3 separate regions of the Sus scrofa genome follow, and regions 2 and 3 are each linked to region 1. Evidence: chromatin contacts called from public Hi-C and promoter capture Hi-C data. All regions are on one chromosome and are shown on one strand. The core of a region is the stretch at or near the end of the contact, and the rest is flanking DNA. Distances in the headings are between cores, read along the strand shown.

Region 1 (2,642 bases), core at 97-2,596:
GACAATTTCCATATACTGAAGGTGAAGCCCTAAAAAGCAAAAAGAAAAGAAAAAAAAGGACTTATCTCTATCAGTGTGGGCCTTTATTTTCTTGCATGCTCACTATAGTTCCTTGATATGATTTAATAAGAGTATTAAACACTTTGTGCCAGGAGTTCCCGTTGTGGCTCAGTGGTTAACGAATCTGATTAGGAACCACGAGGTTGCGGGTTCGGTCCCTGGCCTTGCTCAGTGGGTGAAAGATCCGGCGTTGCCCTGAGCTGTGGTGTAGGTCGGAGACGAGGCTGGGATCCTGCATTGCTGTGGCTGTGGCGTAGGCCGGTGGCTACAGCTCACGATTGGACCCCTAGCCCGGGAATCTCCATATGCCACGGGAGTGGCCCTAGAAAAGGCAAAGACAAAAAAAACAAAAAAACAAAAAACAAACTTTGTGCCAGACACAGGTCTGTGGATACAGCAAGAGCAAAAGTCCTTCCTTACCTTTAAGGATCTCACATTCTTGGTGGTAAAGGGTGGACAAATGTCTGTAAGTGATAACTGTCATATAAGCAAGTAAAGACAGTAAGAGCGATGGTGCAAGTGTGCTCTTTTGGATAGAGCTGGTCTGTGAAGTTTCAGATGTCCACCTTTGAGAAGGGAACTGAAATACTTGTGGAACATCTACCACGTGGCTCAGCATAAGCAACCCGACAAGGATCCATGAGGTCTTGAGTTTGATTCCTGGCCTCAGTCAGTGGGTTAAGGATCCAGCAGTTGCCGTGAGCTGAGGTGTAGGCTGGCAGTTGCAGCTCCGATTTGGCCCCTAGCCTGGGAACCTCCATATGCCCCGGGTGCGGCCCTAAAAAGAAAAAAAAAAAAAAAAAAATCTGGAGGAAGTGTTCTAGCGCAGGCTATAGCAAACGCAAAGTCCTGAAGTGGATCGAGCCTGCGTGTTGTAGGAACAGCTAGAAAACCAGAGAGGCGTGCGAGGGTTCTATGCGGCTGGAGGAAGGCAGGAGCATATTCAATGTACATACAGATATTTTCCTACCTGAGACCACACTGCTAAGGGAGGGAGAGTGTACAAATCTCTCAAGAGGCCACAAAGGGCAGGATGAAGAGGACCAACGGCCGGGCTACCGGGAAGACTTTCCTCCAACGGTAGTACCCTGACTACAGGCAAGGGATGGAATGTGTCCTGCCCTCATTAGACCAACCTTTGCCGAGGGGCGCGGGCGAACCGCGGGGGCGAAACTCGGCCACCCCCGGCCCACCCGGCCCGCTGGCGCTGCACCGGCTGCGGTTACCAGCAGGCGGTGTAGTGAGCGCGCCAGCAGCCGCCACCGCCCGCCTGTCCCAGCGAGGAGGAGAAAGGAGGGGACCGGAAGGAGCCGCTGGTGCTGCGGGAAGTAGCAGGAGCGGGAGGCGGGGACCCACCTGGAAGCGCCCCGGCGCCGCTGTCGAGCTTCCTGCGGCGGCGGCCACCCAAGCCAGTGCCGTGGCGGGGGCGGAGAGCAGCCACGACGGCGGCGCCTCCCCGAGTGGCCCGAGGTGCCTGGCCCCACGCGAAAGGTGAGCAGGCGCTCGGGGCACGTGGTGGCGGCTAGAGATGGGGGAGGGAGAACGGAGCAGGAGGGAACCACCGGACAACCGATTCTGGGACCCGGATTTGGAACCGAGTGCAGGGAGGGGGTGGGCTGGAGGTAGCGGCGGCGGCGGCTGCGGCGGCGACGGCGAAGCCCCCACGTGGGGCGGGGGTGCGCGCGCACGTGTGCGCGGGCAAAAGGGGGGCGGGGAAGTCTCTGGGGCGGACGACGGGCGCGCGCTCGCTTAGTAGCGGTCCACGTGACCGGCACGCAGAGACTCTGCCTCCACGTGACATATTGGGGAGGTTGGCTGAGGCAGAGGGCTGCTGTGTTTGTTGTAGTGTAATCGTGGTCGTCTGAGGTTTTAGGGTTGTTTGCCGCTTTTCATCTCTACTAGGGGGTTATGAAGAGAAATATAAGACAGAAAAGACTTTCTGTTTTTTCTGTGTCACACTCATTCTTCTCTTCGTTAACGAAATACTTTTTATATGCCGAAATACTAGTTTCTCTGTACCGCCATGTTGGTTCTGCCGCAAACTCGCGAGATGCTTGTGGGCTTGTATCGCGAGATCTCCCGATTCTCGCGGGACCTTGTTGGCAGAGCAGTTGTCCTGGATGGCGGAGCCCTGGGTTCCGGGGGGCTTGAGACTCGCAACTCTTTCTACAAGGCAAGTTGATAGGGAGGGGCCGGGGCACGTGCCTCTTGGTGCCGGGAGACATGCTGTGTCAGCTTCCTCTAGTCCTGAAGGGAATGTATTGACCCATTTGAGGCGACACTATTCTCCCCACCCCCCTGCGGGCGCTCCGCCACCTGCAGAAGCGAATGCATCCCTCAGCCGGGGCTCCTTCTCCCCCGCTCAGTGATCGTTCCTCCCCCGTCTCACTGGAAGTTTGGAGCAGTGCTCGCACAGACGTGACGATTCCATTGGATACCGTTCCTCTTACTTTCAGACGATCTTGTCAGTTTTTCCCCTTGTTGCCATTTTCTAAAGAATTCCAGACCTGTTAACATTCTGTCGCTTGTTTCTGCCGCAGTACCTTTCTCCACTGGCTCTTCTCTGACGCCTAAGATAGAGC
Region 2 (2,642 bases), core at 101-2,600, 450 kb after region 1:
AATGAATGTTAGGGAGTTCCCATCATGGCTCAGCAGAAACTAATCCAACTAGTGTTCATGAGGATGCAGGTTCAATCCCTGGCCTCGCTCAATGGGTTAAAGATCTGGCATTGCCATGAGTTGCAGATGCGGCTTGGATCTGGCATTGCTGTGGCTGAGGTGTAGGTCAGTAGCTGTAGCTCTGATTTGACACCTTGCCTGGGAACTTCCAATGCCAGGTGTAGCCCTAAAAGCAAAAAAAAAAAAAAAAAAAAAAAAAAAAAAAAAAAAAGTTAAAATTGCATACATGACAAAGCAGCATAAACACATGTTTATGTCATGCTAAATGCAAAGAATAATTTAAAACTGAATGCATATACATAAAAAGGAATGAAATAATGCCATCTGCAGCAACATGGATGGAACTAGAGATTCTCATACTAAGTGAAGTCAGAAAGAGAAAGACAAATAACACATGATATCACTTATATGTGGACTCTAAAACATGACATAGATGAACCTATCTATCTACAAAACAGAAACACACTCACAGACATAGAGAACAGACTTTCGGTTGCCAAGGGGGAGGAGGAGGGAGTGAGATGGATTGGGAGTCTGGGGTTTGTAGATGCAAACTATTACATTTAGAATAGATAAGCAATGAGAGCTACTGTACAGCACAGGGAACTATACCCAATCTCTTGGGATAGAACATGATGGAGGATAATATGAGAAAAAAGTCCGCACGTTATGTATTGACTATGCTTTAATTAAAAAATAAAATAAAACTGAATGCATATAATGAACATAATGGAATACACAAAATCTTATTAAATCCTCATGTTCTGAGATGTTTTAGCACTATAATTACGAAGAAACAAAAACGTAACTAATTTCTAAATAAGTTTTTAATAATAGACCCTAGCCTGTTAGTTGCAGCATTCACCCACCTTTTCACCTGGAACCGATCACCTTTAAACGTGTCTCAGAGTTTACTCTTCCCACCACATCATGCCTCACAGAGTCAGAATGCGCAGCACTGTGCCAAAAATGAAATAACAGCTTCTGAAAGTTTATGAGATCACACGTTTTTCTCCCTCACCTTTCAATAAAGTTTTACAACGTTGTATCTATTTTACAATACAAAAACTGAAAATGCAGCTAAAGAGAAAGGATCAATGTCCTTTATCTACCGTGCCCCGGCTAGCTGGGGACTCCAGGTCTGTGAAAGTTCGGACACCTAAAGGCTGCCAAGGAGGCGCGGCAGGAGTCGCAAAACAAAAAAAAAAAGGAAACAAACCAAAGAAACGCGCACGCAAAGCCCCGCCCCGCCCAGCGCTGCTTTACGGCACTCGCTCCGCCCCTCCAGGTGCGGGAGGCTGAAGCCGGTCAATATGGTCGGTACTTGGTTTCTCTGCCGGGGTTTTACCACCCTGGCAGGGTTGTTGCTCCTGCCCTTCGGCAGCTTGGCCGCTAGTCAGATCGAGGTAGGAGCCAGGCGCTCTGAGCGACAGGGCCCCGGGGGGACAGCTGTGTCGTGGCCGTGAGCGCCCGGCAGATGTCCGATTCACAGCCGCCGAGGGAAGCCTCCTGGAGTCACCAGCCTCTTACTAGGCTGCGTGGGCTGTGGGGAGGGTGTCACAGGGGGCGGGATTGGACAGTGCCTGTCTGTTGGAGCCTTTTAAAAAGATGCATTAAAAGAATCGAGTATTGGGAGGCCAGGGAGGGCCTGATCCTTGGCTCAGACGAGTGTGCGGTCCCTAGCAGGTGGAAGGTCAGACTGAGTGCTTCACCTAATTTCTTGCTACTAAATACAGCTCCCTCGTTTAATCTGAGTCAGATGGATCCTGTGTTTTACTTTTGGCTCATACTACCTTCCCGTCCATTATAAACCTTTTTACGATCTCCTGTAGTCTGATAATACCTCGGTCCAGTTCTGCAGCCTGTTTCTAGCATCATTATTCAGGCCAGAATATCCAGCTGGCCAAGGGCCCTGGAGTCAGCCAACATTTGAAGATTTGTGGCCATGTTTTAACTTCTGCCTACCCCATCTCCTGTGCCGTTCCTCCTAAGCTAGAAACCTGGGGAGTTTAAAAATAAACTCCTTTCTACCTCACTTTTTAATCACTAATTTTTTTGTTCTGAACTTTTAAAATTACTTTCCTCCTTTCTTGTACCTATCACTTACTGAATGCATTCTCACTGAATGGTCATTTCTCGCCTCATCTATTAAAATAACTTTATCTTGTTTCCTCCATGCTTCCAGACTCCCTCACTTTAGTCTTCATCAAATGTAAACTCGATCAGGTTATTCCTCTAATTGAATCTTTGCATATTTTTCCATGGCTTACAGAATGAAGTCTAAAAATCTTGACCTGGTCTCTGCCTACTTTCCCAGTCTTCATATAGGAGTCCATTCTCCTCCACCTCAAACCTTGATCTTAGACCAATGGACTCAAAAGTTTTTGACTACATACCCCTACCAGTTAGAAACGATAGACAGCATGCATTCTCTGTTTCTGTTCATGAATTACTGCTTCTTTGTTTGTTTGTTTATTGATTTATTTTTCTTTTAACAGCTGAACCTGCAGCACATGGAAATTCCCAGGCCAGGGGTTGAATCAGAGCTGCACTTGCTGGCCTGCGTCACAGCCCCACAATAC
Region 3 (2,642 bases), core at 64-2,563, 410 kb after region 1:
AGAACTAACCAAGGTTCTACTTCATCCCACAAGTCTTCCTTCCCTCATCCCCAAAATGTTCCCCATCCCTCGGGTCCCTGGTGCAGATGATGCTGTGATGCGGGTCAGCGGACAGAGCAACAGGAGTCACGCCCGCCTCGTCGCTCCCTCTTGCTTTCTCTAGGTGGGCTGAAGAGGGCAGGCGAAAGCTATGGGCTGGAGAGGAGAGGAAGGAGACCCATCCCTTCCAAGGCGACGGGAAAACGTGCTCAGGAGTTCATTCACCGAAAGCGCAGAACAGCACTGGGTGCCTGCCACCCGGAAGGTAGCGCTGCACTTGATAGGTTTGGATTTGCTTTTTGCATCTTCATTCGTCTCCTCCAAGCTGTTCCCGGGTAGGGCTCCTTTCGTCCCCACTTCCCCTTCCACGCGGGAGTCCGGACCCTCGGCGCAAGGAAAGGACTAAGGCTCTCGACCCCTCGGTTCTGAGTCCTTACTCACCGCTGGGGACAGCATGCCCCCGCCCCGGGCCTGGACCTCGTTCCCGGAGACCGCGGCCGGCCGCTGCCTGCAGCCCACCCTGGATGTCCACATATGAGAGGTGCGCTGGAGGCAGCCTACCTTCTGAACCGGGTTCGAAGACTGTAACTTGATTGGAGAGGTGGGGGCTTCTGAGCCCAGCCAGACCACAGGGGCCCTGGAACCCGCTGGAAAGGCGGCTGTCCCCGGGTAAGCGGGCGAACGAGCTTTTGGAAGCCCCTTCACTTCCGTGCCCCGTATCTGCTAGGCGGGACGGGGCGCGGCTGCCTCACCCCGAATCCCGGAGATGCCCTCCCGCTCCTCCGGTCCCTCTCTGCCAGACCTAGCACCCTACCTCGAAAAGCTGAGGGATTTCCCTGCGGGCCAGATACTCCTTGGCATCGTTGGTGTTCATGGCTGTGCCGCGCGTGCCTTGGGGCGCGGGCGGGAGGCTTCTGGGCTGCGGCGACCTGGGCTGGGGCTGGCTGGGTCCGCGCCGAGCACAGTGCAGCCCTCGCTTTCACGCGCAAACACTCACACGCTCGACTCTGCCCGCCCAGACTGGGCCCCCCTCCGTCTCTCCCCGTGGCTGTCGTCTCAGCGCTCCCGCCGCCCCCGCCTAGCCACTAGTCCCCGCGCCCGAGCTGCGGGCTCCGAGCGGAGTCTGCCCGGGCTCCAGGCTGCGCGGCCGCCGGGGAGGGGCGGAGGGAGCGGAGGAGGAGGGAGGACAGCGCGGCGGGCGCCAGGCAGCAGTCTGCCTGCCTCTCCCGCTCTGCGCGCCGCGCTCTGTGCCTCCGGAGCCGGGTCTGCGGCGGCGGCGGCGGCGGCGGCCAGTCACGCTGCGCGGGCGGCGCGGAGTGCGGGGGTGGGGACGCGGGCGCGCGAGATGCACTCAGTCACACCCCTCCGTGTCACACTGCCTCCCGGGCTCTGCGAGCGGTGCGCTCCAGGGGCAGCAACCTGAGAGCAGCGGGCGAAAAGACCTGAGTCGGGGTCTGTATAAACCTGGACTCAGGCGCGCGCGCGCACACCCCCCCCCCCCCGTTACTCCTCCTCCAAGCCCAAAGAGCTCCCAGAAGGAAACCTTATTTTCACAGAATTTATCAATTATTCCAAAGGTTACTGATTCTTCATATTTAGGGAGCTGGGATGGGTTTGATGGTGTGGATTCCATGCCCCTAAGATCATTTTAAATCCTGCGTATTTCTATCCTTTAGGAAAGTTTTGCTAGCTGGTTTCGAATTTTTTTCCCCTGTTAGCGTTACAGATCCTTACAGATTTCACTATAAGGCCTTACAGTGAGGCCGAAGTTTTTATTAACAGAAGGATTAGTAAGTAATTGACTAGTTAATTTTCTCAGAGAGGAATAGGAAGGTGGAGAAGTGGGTGTTGGTGGAGCGCTGGAGATTGCTTAAATTGGAAACATGCGCAGAAAGTGGAGCGGATTAATCCGATCAGAGGAGTGTGCAGTTGGTGGGCCGTGGAGAGTTCGTTGGAGCACCCTGGGCTGAGTATGGGTGGGTATGGGTGATGTGCTAAAGCAGCAAGAAGGTTCAAGTATCTTCCTGCTACAGACCATTATCAAGGGATACCATCGTCCTCCTAGCTCCCAATATGACTCATTTCCCTCCATTAGGCTATCTTCTCATTGTCTGCTTGAAAGATGGTGCATGCTGCCCTGAGAACATGACCTCTAACTGTGTGCAGTGCCTGACATTGTGCGAGGGCTTGTGAGAGGAGAGGAGGCTCTGATAGGCATTGCCATGTGGGGCCGGACCAGGGAGAGAGGCAACACTGCACCTGCTTCCAGAAACCAATGACTGGGATGTCCATTTCAAGTTCATCTTTGCAGATCTTTTCTTGGTTCTCTTTCTTGTCACATGAAAAATTGCTACTCGTGCCTTCACTATAGCTGCAGTTTTGTTTTCCCCAAGGGAGAGCGCTCAAGAATTAACTGAATTTTATATAGTAAATGAAGTTTTCTGAACACTTGTGAAACTATGTGTCATATGGTAGCCTTAAATGAGGCAAGTATGCCATAGAAATTGATTTCTGCCCTCAGAATATGCCACATCCCTTACCGTTCCAGCTTCTGACAGTTTTTATCTTATTTGAGGGCAGGTTATGGCAGTAGTGAAGCATTG

Evidence for each region. Promoter capture Hi-C pulls out the DNA fragments that hold promoters and counts their contacts. Hi-C and Micro-C count contacts between places; a contact is called where the count stands out from the background.
Region 2: a promoter capture Hi-C map of fetal liver shows a contact between it and region 1, with 4 times the contacts expected there. The contact joins the promoter of PIGK here to the promoter of ZZZ3 in region 1. A contact is called at or near these places in 3 of 5 promoter capture datasets (fetal liver, liver and skeletal muscle), 5 of 47 Hi-C or Micro-C datasets (brain, embryonic fibroblasts, heart right ventricle and 2 more) and 1 of 2 datasets of contacts at active chromatin or transcription factors (skeletal muscle).
Region 3: a contact with region 1 is called in a Hi-C map of embryonic fibroblasts, with 1.6 times the contacts expected there. The contact joins the promoter of AK5 here to the promoter of ZZZ3 in region 1. A contact is called at or near these places in 1 of 5 promoter capture datasets (fetal liver) and 1 of 47 Hi-C or Micro-C datasets (embryonic fibroblasts).

The regions. Positions count from the first base shown.
Region 1 is chr6:135,604,799-135,607,440 of Sscrofa11.1, forward strand. It overlaps ZZZ3 (ZZ-type zinc finger-containing protein 3), which reads left to right and starts at 1,347. Exons shown (of 14, transcript XM_005653415.3): 1 at 1,347-1,551.
Region 2 is chr6:136,056,646-136,059,287 of Sscrofa11.1, forward strand. PIGK (phosphatidylinositol glycan anchor biosynthesis, class K) reads left to right here and starts at 1,351. Exons shown (of 11, transcript NM_001032358.1): 1 at 1,351-1,466. The coding sequence starts at 1,374.
Region 3 is chr6:136,019,272-136,021,913 of Sscrofa11.1, forward strand. It overlaps AK5 (adenylate kinase isoenzyme 5), which reads right to left and starts at 1,314. Exons shown (of 14, transcript XM_003127921.6): 1 at 854-1,314. The coding sequence starts at 913.